Linked DNA regions of Sus scrofa: region 1 is linked to region 2. Evidence: chromatin contacts called from public HiChIP or PLAC-seq data. All regions are on one chromosome and are shown on one strand. The core of a region is the stretch at or near the end of the contact, and the rest is flanking DNA. Distances in the headings are between cores, read along the strand shown.

The links. HiChIP or PLAC-seq counts read pairs in DNA pulled down with a chosen protein or histone mark.
Region 1: a contact with region 2 is called in an H3K27ac HiChIP or PLAC-seq map of skeletal muscle. The contact joins two enhancer-like sites. A contact is called at or near these places in 2 of 2 datasets of contacts at active chromatin or transcription factors (alveolar macrophages and skeletal muscle).

Annotation. Positions count from the first base shown.
Region 1 is chr10:56,766,831-56,771,693 of Sscrofa11.1, reverse strand. It overlaps LOC110255705 (a long non-coding RNA gene), which reads right to left. Exons shown (of 2, transcript XR_002336405.1): 1 at 4,543-4,863; 2 at 277-2,944. Among named protein-coding and RNA genes, the nearest start is that of NRP1, 340 kb to the right of the region's middle. Within about 2 kb of position 1,498, at least 8 of the 83 cell types and tissues checked have an H3K27ac peak or open chromatin away from gene starts, as enhancers often do. A contact at or near this core is called in skeletal muscle, where this site is marked.
Region 2 is chr10:56,538,023-56,542,868 of Sscrofa11.1, reverse strand. No RefSeq gene overlaps it. Among named protein-coding and RNA genes, the nearest start is that of NRP1, 110 kb to the right of the region's middle. Within about 2 kb of position 2,223, at least 7 of the 83 cell types and tissues checked have an H3K27ac peak or open chromatin away from gene starts, as enhancers often do. A contact at or near this core is called in skeletal muscle, where this site is marked.

The sequences.
Region 1 (4,863 bases), core at 249-2,748, 230 kb before region 2:
ACAGGACCAAGCTCCTTCCAGACCATCGTATGGGAAATGTCAGCCCCTGTCAACATCCCTAACGTTTAAATTCCTGGGATACCAGAGATATTCAGAGGGAACTGCATGCACACATTACTCTCCCAAATACTCTCGGGAAGAGGCGAGGTGAGGTCTTCTCAACGCTTTTGTAATAGAGACATAGGCCAATAACTAGATTCTATAGATCAGGAATCATGTCCTTGCTGAAGAGTTGAGCAGACCTGTATAACACAGAAAGAGGTATAAGGCTGATCATCTATTTGATAATTTTTTATTGATAGTTTGGATCATTCATCCAAAACCGATAGCCTTCCGCTGACTATTTTCTATCCAAAAGCTTGAGAAAGACATTCCTGTGGTGGAAGATGGCATTCTGGGCTTCTTCATCAAAAGGACCTCAGATTTATTCCCGTGACAAAGGCCACCTTCGCCCAAGCGAGGCTGTCTGGAGATGGCCTAAGTGTGACATTCTCCGAAGAGACATCTCTGCGGAAGCCTGTCCTTCTGCCGGGCTGATGGGGCTGCCAGCCTACGAGCTTGACCTCTGTGGCAAATGAGCCTCCTGGTCATTCCATGTGAACGTGTGAACTTGTCCTGTGATCTTGCTTGCCTGAGCGCCTCACAGCTGACTCATAAGAAATTTTCGAGGTTGTTTGCTCTGTCCCAGAGAATCATTCGCCATGCTGGCCAGCATGCAGGGGCCAATGCTTTGATCTGCTTTGCAGGACTTACTGTCATTTGCAGAGTGCTAAAATTAAGCTTGGCAGCAGCCCACGGAGGCAGAAGGCTCTGTCCTGCTGACCAAGGGGCAGCCTGGAGTCACACAGACAGGCGGAGACAGGTGAAGCAGACGCTGGGAAAAGATGCCATCGCAGAACAGATAGGAAGGGTAGGTGGGGTGAACTTGCAAAGGGTTCAGAGGGGCTGGGGCTGAGCTGAGTGGGCAATATTAGGAAAAGGCTCGGAGGGGAGGGAGCTGTTTTCCCAGGAGACCGAGATCTGAAGAGACTGCTGAAGAGAGACTGTATTTGTCACAGCGAGAATAATCAGTATGTTGGCATTTGGACTCCAGTGACAGGGATGAAAATGAGATTCTGTGAAAGATGTATCAGAGTCAACAGGCAGGGGCTGGGCTCTGGCAGGAAGGATGAAACAACCAAATGGAGACACTTGGCGGTGGAAAGTGAGGTTGCCATAACTGTCTCGAACCCAGTGTGCACGGGGGTGGAGGCGCAGGGTGCTCATCGGAAAGTGGGGTGAGCTCTGAGCAGCCCGTGAGGCCTCCTGGTGAGAAGGCTGGTAGAGGAGGGGGGACCGTTGGATGACAGTGACTTTGGGATTGGTAGGGCCATTGCCCCTCTACCTCCCCCTGCCCTGCCACATGGGGCTCGCTCTTGCTCTCATGCTTGAGACGGTCTCAGACGGCCTCTTTATTCTGCACAGCTATTGCCTGTGACCCCGATGAACCACGGGTGAGAAGGCTGGGACTTGGAGACATACTTCAGCAGAGCCCTATTAACTAAAAATAGAGTGTGAGCCGCGGTTTACCTGAGGCCAGCCTGCATGTGACTTCTGGATCCCTATTTATCAACAGGCTGTGACTGCGCGTCTGGAACAAGCCAGATCTGTTCTTATTTACCTGTCAGCCGGGAGAATGCCCATCTCACAGAGGGCCATTGCTAGGTGCTGAACCATGGTAACACCAATAATTATCACATCCTTAAGGCAGGTATGCAGACGAACTCCCAAAGCATTATCTCATTGCCCACGCAAGGCTCTAACGGGTCGGAAGTGGGCAGGAACACGTGCCTTTATCCTTGGGAGGGGTGAAGACACAGGTTTAATGAATCGCCCAGGATCCAGCAAGAATGACAGCTGGCCCCTGTCTCACCCATCACAAAACTGGATTTTCTCAGCCCTGATCTTATTTTCTCTATGAATAATGTGCATTGAAACTTGTATCCTGAGACCCTCTGCTCAATCTAATCTCCGGGACCTTCTAACAGGCACTAAGTGGGAACTGAGCCTCTTTGGGGGCAGAAAGATCCCTTCATAGAAGAAAATAAATCCTTAATGGGAAACACAGCCTGAGGCTGCTGCGGGTCTGGGGAAGACAAGGTCTCTGGGGGGATGCTCGAATTAGTACACACACACACACACACACACACACACACACACACACACAGGCGCTTGCCTTTCTCCAAAACTATTTAGAAGTTTATACAGATCTGTGAGAGCCGGCGGTCACATGGAGAGCCCCGGGTTCTGATTCATGAGCTACCCTTACAATCATCTGAGAGTCAATTAAAAAAACCTTGCCATAGGATAGAGCCCACCAGTGAAACAAGGAGAGAACAATGGACAGCCTGTCCCCAGACCGACCTGTGACTGTGGAATTGGAGAGAGAAAAGATGGCCGAGTGTCAGTACTTTAAAGAACAAACGATGCTTTTTAGGCCACAGGGCCTGGGGCAGAGCTAACGGTTTATGGAAAGGCCCGTCTGCCCGTGACGGGGGTTGTCAAGGTTGGGTGCAGTTTAGCCGTGACACGGACTGGATGCCGTGGCCATTTTGGAGCATCAACTCTGCACGTATTCAGGCAAGATCATTATCCCCAAACCTCTTTAGGCCAGAGTCCTGCCCGATTCCGAAGGAAGGCAGTCATTTTATTATTTTAAATGAGTTGAGGCCTCTCTCTTCAAACAGCTTCCTTTCACCTGTCCCAGCTCCTGCCCCAGCCACGATTCTGTGCGAACGAGGGGTAGAAAGTGATCACAGCTTGACTCAGCTCAGAAAGCCTGTCATGATGTGCAGAGGCAACACCACTTCTTTAAGGTGACAAAGGATCATTTTTCTAGGAAAGTAGATCCTCAGTAAGAACTCCTCTTCTGGTGCAGCTTGTATTTCTAGTACCCGTTTTCTCTCTGGGGAGAAGATCTCTTATTGATTATCATAAAAACAGCCGGGACTTACCATAGATTTTGCATACATTAAATTTAATTTACAGAGATACATCTTAAAACTCTTTATTAGTTTTTGCCTTTGGGGGGGCAGTTCCCTCCCCCTTTTTTTCTTTTTAGGGCCACACCTGCAGTGTATGGAAATGCCCAGGCTAGGGGTGGAATCGGAGCTGCAGCTGCAGGCCTACGCCACAGCCACAGCGACGCCAGATCTGAACCACATCTGTGACCCATGCTGCAGCTTGTGGCAAGGCCTGATCTTTAGCCCACTGAGCAAGGCCAGGGACCGAACCCACATCCCCATGGATACTAGTCAGGTTTTTCCACTGCTGAGCCACAGTGGGAACTCCTGAAAGCTTCCAATCTCACTTTGTTCATTAACATCAAGGAAGGACACCCTAGGAGCCACAGTTCTGGGCTGTCCTGCCCCTCGGACCACAGGTCCGAGGCTTCCCGCCAGCTCCTCCATCTCTGATTAAGAACCACTCACTTAGACCGACTGGTCTTAAGTCCTAGTTCTGCCATTGGCCCCCTGAGGGTGTTTGAATACTTTCTTTAACCTCTCCTGGTTTCCTAAATCTCTGACGCAGAGCCAATTCTAACTCACAGTGGTTGTTGAGATGAGTCGGCATAACCCAGGTAAGTGGCTGGGTGCGCTGCAGACATGCCTTGGACGTTAGCTTCACCAACCACGTCATCAGTTTCCTCGTGGCAGAAATGAGGCTTTGATTTACTCCAGATCAACACAGATATTTCCATATATCAGTTGACAGAACTTTACCAGTTATGGCTGATTGACAAAGTTAATCCTCAACAAAGTCCATTAAACATCCCTGCTTTTTCTGGAAGGGCAAAAGCACAGGACTCACAGTACCAGGATAGATGTGAGCTTTCAGGCCGTCAACTTGTAGCAAATTATGTCCAACCCCAGTATGGTAATTTTGTGACAATTGTTACTCTGCTGGAAGTTGAGCTGAGATGACCAAAGATGTAATTTTCGTGTTTCAACTTTTCTACAGCATCTTATTATTTTTAAATAGAAAATAATGTACAGACAAATGGTGAGGTCCTCTGCTTTTTATTCCCACTCTTTTTCGGTGAGGATGCTGCAAAACCTTTTAGTCTCCAAGCTGTCTACAAAGTGCTGCTTTCAAATATTAAGGGGCCAGAGTTTCACTGGGCCTTCCTTCCATCGCCTTCTGTTATTTACAGGTGCTGATTCGAAATGCAAAAATTCCAATTTCCTAGTGTAATTACCCAATTTATATGCACAAAGGTGGGTGCCACTCACAAAAATTAATGCAGCCTGAAATACCGTAGGTGAGGCCAGTTCAAATGTGATTCTCGCTGAACATATTCTGGCCTGGCTGGAAACGCCACTGGCCAGATGATGTCACTTATGCCACATCTCTTAACTTGACATCAGTGCCAGCAGGGGGTCCTGTTCTGGGTGCCCATTTCTGGGTTCTGAATTTGAGCTTGTGGGTGGCAGGGACCATCAGTGGCTTCTTCTAGAAGGTGATAGGATGGAACTGGAATTTTTGCAAAATGAATTTGTTCACCTGTGCAGGATGATCGGTAGATTCTGAGGAGGGAAGAGCCATGAGGAGGTCACCCCCAGGGAAGCCATGTGGGCTGGAAACCAGGGCCTGGACCTGGAAGGGAAACATACCAGGCGGAGGGGGAGGTAGATGAAGACATTTGGTGATGGCTTAACATTCACACTGACTGAGATGAGTCTAATAAGCGTCTCAAGCTGCCTGAGAAAATAATACAGGTCTTTGGCTGGAGGCGGCGGGGTGGGATGATTTAGATATTGCCTGCTAGGAAATAAACAGTAAGTCTGAAAGGAACAGGCTCTTTGGTGGCAAGGGCCACATCGC
Region 2 (4,846 bases), core at 974-3,473:
TCATTTGTGACATAAAGCTCTTCTTAAAAATAATTAGGTTTGCAATGTAATATTTAGAATTTCTCAAACTGTCTGATTGAAAGAAATAATCAAAAATTCATAAGAGGTGTAAAATTCTGCTGTCAGTCTGATGAAACTAAAAGAGTGTGAAAGTGAAGTTACAGTATTTCACTCATGGCAAGACTAGTTCCCTAGCCACACAGTTCTTAAGCTTTTAACCAAGAGTAGCTGATGTCCACTACTTTCCAGGTTAAAGCAAAAAAAGACAGTTCAGGACCTGAATCCAAGATCATCTTCAGAGAAAAATCATCGTGTTGTGTTGTTATTGTTGGTGTTCTAAACGCATGGAGTTCAGGCCACTGGGGCAGAGGATAGGTTTCTTCCCTTGTGCAGGCTTCTCCATGTACCACAAACATCTAGAAAACCCTCAACTGAACTGGCAAGTGAAAAAGGCTCCTTGGGCCGCCTTATGGCAACAGGGGGTGGACTTTTATTTTCTTTTGCCTTTCTTTTTATTTTTTTTATTGAAACAGAACCAATAGGTTTTATTTTATTTTATTTATCTTTTTAGGGCCACATCCAGGGCATATGGAGGTTCCCAGGCGAGGGGTTTAATCAGAGCTGTAGCAGGCAGCCTACACCACAGCCACAGCAATGCCAGATCTGAGCCACCTCTTCGACCTACACCACAGCTCATGGCAACTCCAGATCCTTAACCCACTGAGCAAGGGCAGGGACCGAACCCGCAACCTCATGGTTCCTAGTCGGATTCGTTAACCACTGCACCACGACGGGAACTCCCTGGACTTTTATTTTCTTTTGCCTTTCTTTTTTCTTTTTTTTTTTTTTAATGAAACAGAACCAATAGGTTTTATTTTATTTTATTTATCTTTTTAGGGCCACATCCAGGGCATATGGAGGTTCCCAGGCGAGGGGTTGAATCAGAGCTGTAGCAGGCAGCCTACACCACAGCCACAGCAATGCCAGATCTGAGCCACCTCTTCGACCTACACCACAGCTCATGGCAACTCCAGATCCTTAACCCACTGAGCAAGGCCAGGGATCAAACCTGTGTCTTCATGGATGCTAGTTGGCTTCGTTAACCACTGAGCCACGACGGGAACTCCAGGGAGTGAATGTTTATTCCCTTTTTCTGTTTTGATTGTGGGAGACAATGTTCATGCATATAGTTGGAAGCCCCTAGGTCACCTTTCCAACTGATGATACTCATGACCATAGCATGGGGTCAGGGGGAGCAGGGAAGGGCCAGGGGCTGCTCTCAGAAACCGTGCTGGGACTGCAGCTATTCTGGGAAGCTTCGGTTCCTCCCTGGAAAATTGTACCATGACTGGTGAGGACAAGCTAAAGAATCTCCTTTAGGAGTTCCCTGGTGGCTCAGTGGGCTAAGGATCCAGCATTGTCACTGCTGTGGCTCAGGTCACTACTGTGGTATGAGTTAGATCTCTGGCCCAGAAATTCTGCATGCCGTAGGTATGGCAAAAAATATATATAAAAACAAACTTTTGACAGTAAGTAAGAAGGAAATGGCTGGGGACATTTTACTTAGACATTCTTGGGTTTCTGAAAGTGCTTAGAATGGGTATTTGTTTAGAGACTTTTTGAAGTGAATGTGCTAGAAAATGTGTGTCTAAGAAGAGAACTTGAGATTTGAGGTGTGAGAAGGTTATGAGCCCTGTGACTTAATACACTGGCCACTGACCAACAGATTACTTCATCTGTCCTTAAGTCATCTTCTGAATGTGCAGCTGAGTGGGCCAGGTGGATGTTTTCTAAGTGGCTGCCCTGTTTGAACTGTTCCTGAATCTCCTGATGAACTGGAGGCAGCACCCAATGCAGGCCTTGCCCTTCTCAGCATCTCTGGTTACTATGGTACCGGTATCTTGTACATTCTCAATAAATACTTGCTAATTGGTTGATTGATTAGCTTCTGACTTCACCCTTTTAGCCTCAGTAGCGAAGCTTCTTTCTCAATTCTCAGGACTCGCTCTAAACTCTCCATTTTTCTCATATTTAGCATTCATCTGGTGTCTCCTGAAGCCATTCTATTATTTCAGATACTGCCTTAGCAGAATTTCTAAGTGCCAAGGAAAAAAAAAAAAATTTCTTTAACAACTTAGAAGGGAGATTGAGAATCATAAGTATGCTGCCAGCCCTGGAACGTTTGCCTAGTGACCTAATTTCATGGGAATTTGCCAGGCCAGCTCCATGGAAGAAATCCAGGCCTATTCCTCCAGTCTCCATGGGTTATTCAGCAGACACTCTCCACAGCCAGCTTCTTCACCTTGTAGTGACCTTCAGGATACTCTCCCCTGAATCCTGCTCTATTTTACTTTATTTTATGTTTTGGCTTTTAGGGATGAACCTTCAGCATATGGAGGTTCCCAGGCTAGGGGTTGAATCTGAGCTGCAGCCGCTGGTCTACACCACAGCTCACGGCAATGTTGGAGCCTTAACCCACTGAGCAGGGCCAGGGGTGGAACCCACATCCTCATGGATACTAGTCAGGTGCATTACTGCTGAGCCACAACATGAACTCTCGTTTAGACAGATTTGTACAAGGTAACGAGCTGAACTGAAATGATACTTCTTGCACTGAATTATGATAGGCACTTGTTTCTTGTTACTCCAGACTTCTTTTGCCTGTATTTGGGAGAATTCAAAAAGTTTAGCCATGTAGGAGTTCCTGTCGTGGTGCAGTGGTTAACGAATCCGACTAGGAACCATGAGGTTGCGGGTTTGGTCCCTGCCCTTGCTCAGTGGGTTAACGATCCGGTGTTGCCATGAGCTGTGGTGCAGGTTGCAGACGCGGCTGGGATCCCGCGTTGCTGTGGCCTGGCGTAGGCCAGCAGCTACAGCTCCAATTGGACCCCTAGCCTGGGAACCTCCATATGCTGAGGAAGCGGCCCAAAGAAATAGCAAAAAGACAAAAAAATAAATAAATAAATAAATAAATGTCACTTAAAAAAAAAAAAAGTTTAGCCATGCAATTTATGCAGTACATTATCAAGACCTATTTCATAAGATGTTAAGTTACCTCTTGCCCAACATGGATATTCATATACTGTCTTTTCTCTTTTTTGGCCCCTCACACCTCCTAAAACCAGATCTAAGGTTATTTTAGACATCACAGTTCATTGGACATCGTAGTATATATGGATCTGACATGCTCTTCAGAAAACCAAGGCCAAAGGACTGTGTGTTAGTACATACAAGTACTAAGACTTGTATTCTAACTCTGGTCCATCTATAAGCTTCTAGCCTTTCTGAAGAACACTCAGTACCTGCTTCATCTCTCCATCTGGAAGCACTGCAATGGCTTTTGGCCAAAAGCAATGAAGTTGTGACTTTCTTACTTCTCTATAGCTTGCCCAGGGACTTCAGTGAAAGAAAAGTAAACCTATTCCATTATCCCAAATGGCTTTTTAAATAATTAGGAGATTTTAATAATAGTGCCCCCCTGATGCTCTCAGGTTCCCCACAGGCACTCCAGCATTTCCAAGGTGAATAAGATGGCACCAAAGCTTCAAGAGAGAAGACCTCACTCTCACTAAACATGACCTTCAATTCATACAAAATGCTGAAAACAGCACTGGGCATCCCATTACTGAAATGGATTGTCTGGCATCACTGCTCGTGGTGTTGGAGTCTGACACCATTCTAGGGTGATATCTTTGAGAAAAGAAATGATTCAAATTTTTAAAGAGGCAGAGGTTGGATTTTGAAGGTTTTAGAAGGTTGGATTTTGGACATGTTCATTCTTTTCCAAGCTGGCTCCCCACATCTTGAGTCACCTCCCATTTCTTCTCTATATAGAAGGTGATGAAAAGAGATGCTAAAATCTGAGGGATTTCAGAGGAGTAAGAGAATGATGTTAAAGCGGCCTCAACATGAATATGTACCAAGGGCCTCAAAAAGTACAAACTCATACCTGGAAACTCCATTACTAAAACTTCGTCCTCAGCAAGTAGAATCGATAATGCATATGCATATGTGTATTCAACATAAGCGTAACCATCACAGTGTTCTCTATAATACTGAAATTGTGCAAGCAAATACCCAACAAAATGGTTAAACAATGGAACACACTACAGCTATAAAACATTTTGTTGTAAAGGCATGTTTATTGACCTTCGCAATATTTTACTTGAAATAAAAAAAGCAGGTTAGGAAATTCCCTGTCGGCCTCGTTGTTAAGGATCCGGTGTTGTCACTGCTGTGGTGCAGGTTTTTGTTTTGTTTTGGTTTGGGGGTTTTTTTGTCTTTTTTTTTTTTTTTTTTTTTTTACCATTTTTTTGGGCCACTCCCGCGGCATATGGAGGTTCCCAGGCTAGGGGTCAAATCGGAGCTATAGCCACCGGCCCACACCAGAGCCACAGCAACGCAGGATCCAAGCCGCGTCTGCAACCTACATGTGGTGCAGGTTTGATCCCTGGCCTGGGAAGTTCCACATGCCATGGGTGAGGCCAAAAAAAGTGAACATAAATATTAAAATTAAAATTAAGAAGTGTATTATAAAACAGTTCTTCTCATGAATTTTTTTTTCAGAAATAGAGACACATGAATGTGGTTGGTGTCTCAGTGATCAGCATTTTCTAATTATTCTATAGGCGACGTATTTGTCCAAAAAAAAGGAAAAGAGAAAAAGATGTATTACAATTCATATTAAAATTTTCTTGTAAAGAAGACCTTAACAAGAGTGGCATGCAGCTGTCTCAACGTGGATAAGAACAGCCCGGTCAGCCCCTTGCACCCTAACACGAGGGAACAGGGAAGGGGTGCTGCTTTGAGGAGGGAACATGGTGCAAGGAAGCCATCTCTTAGCTGG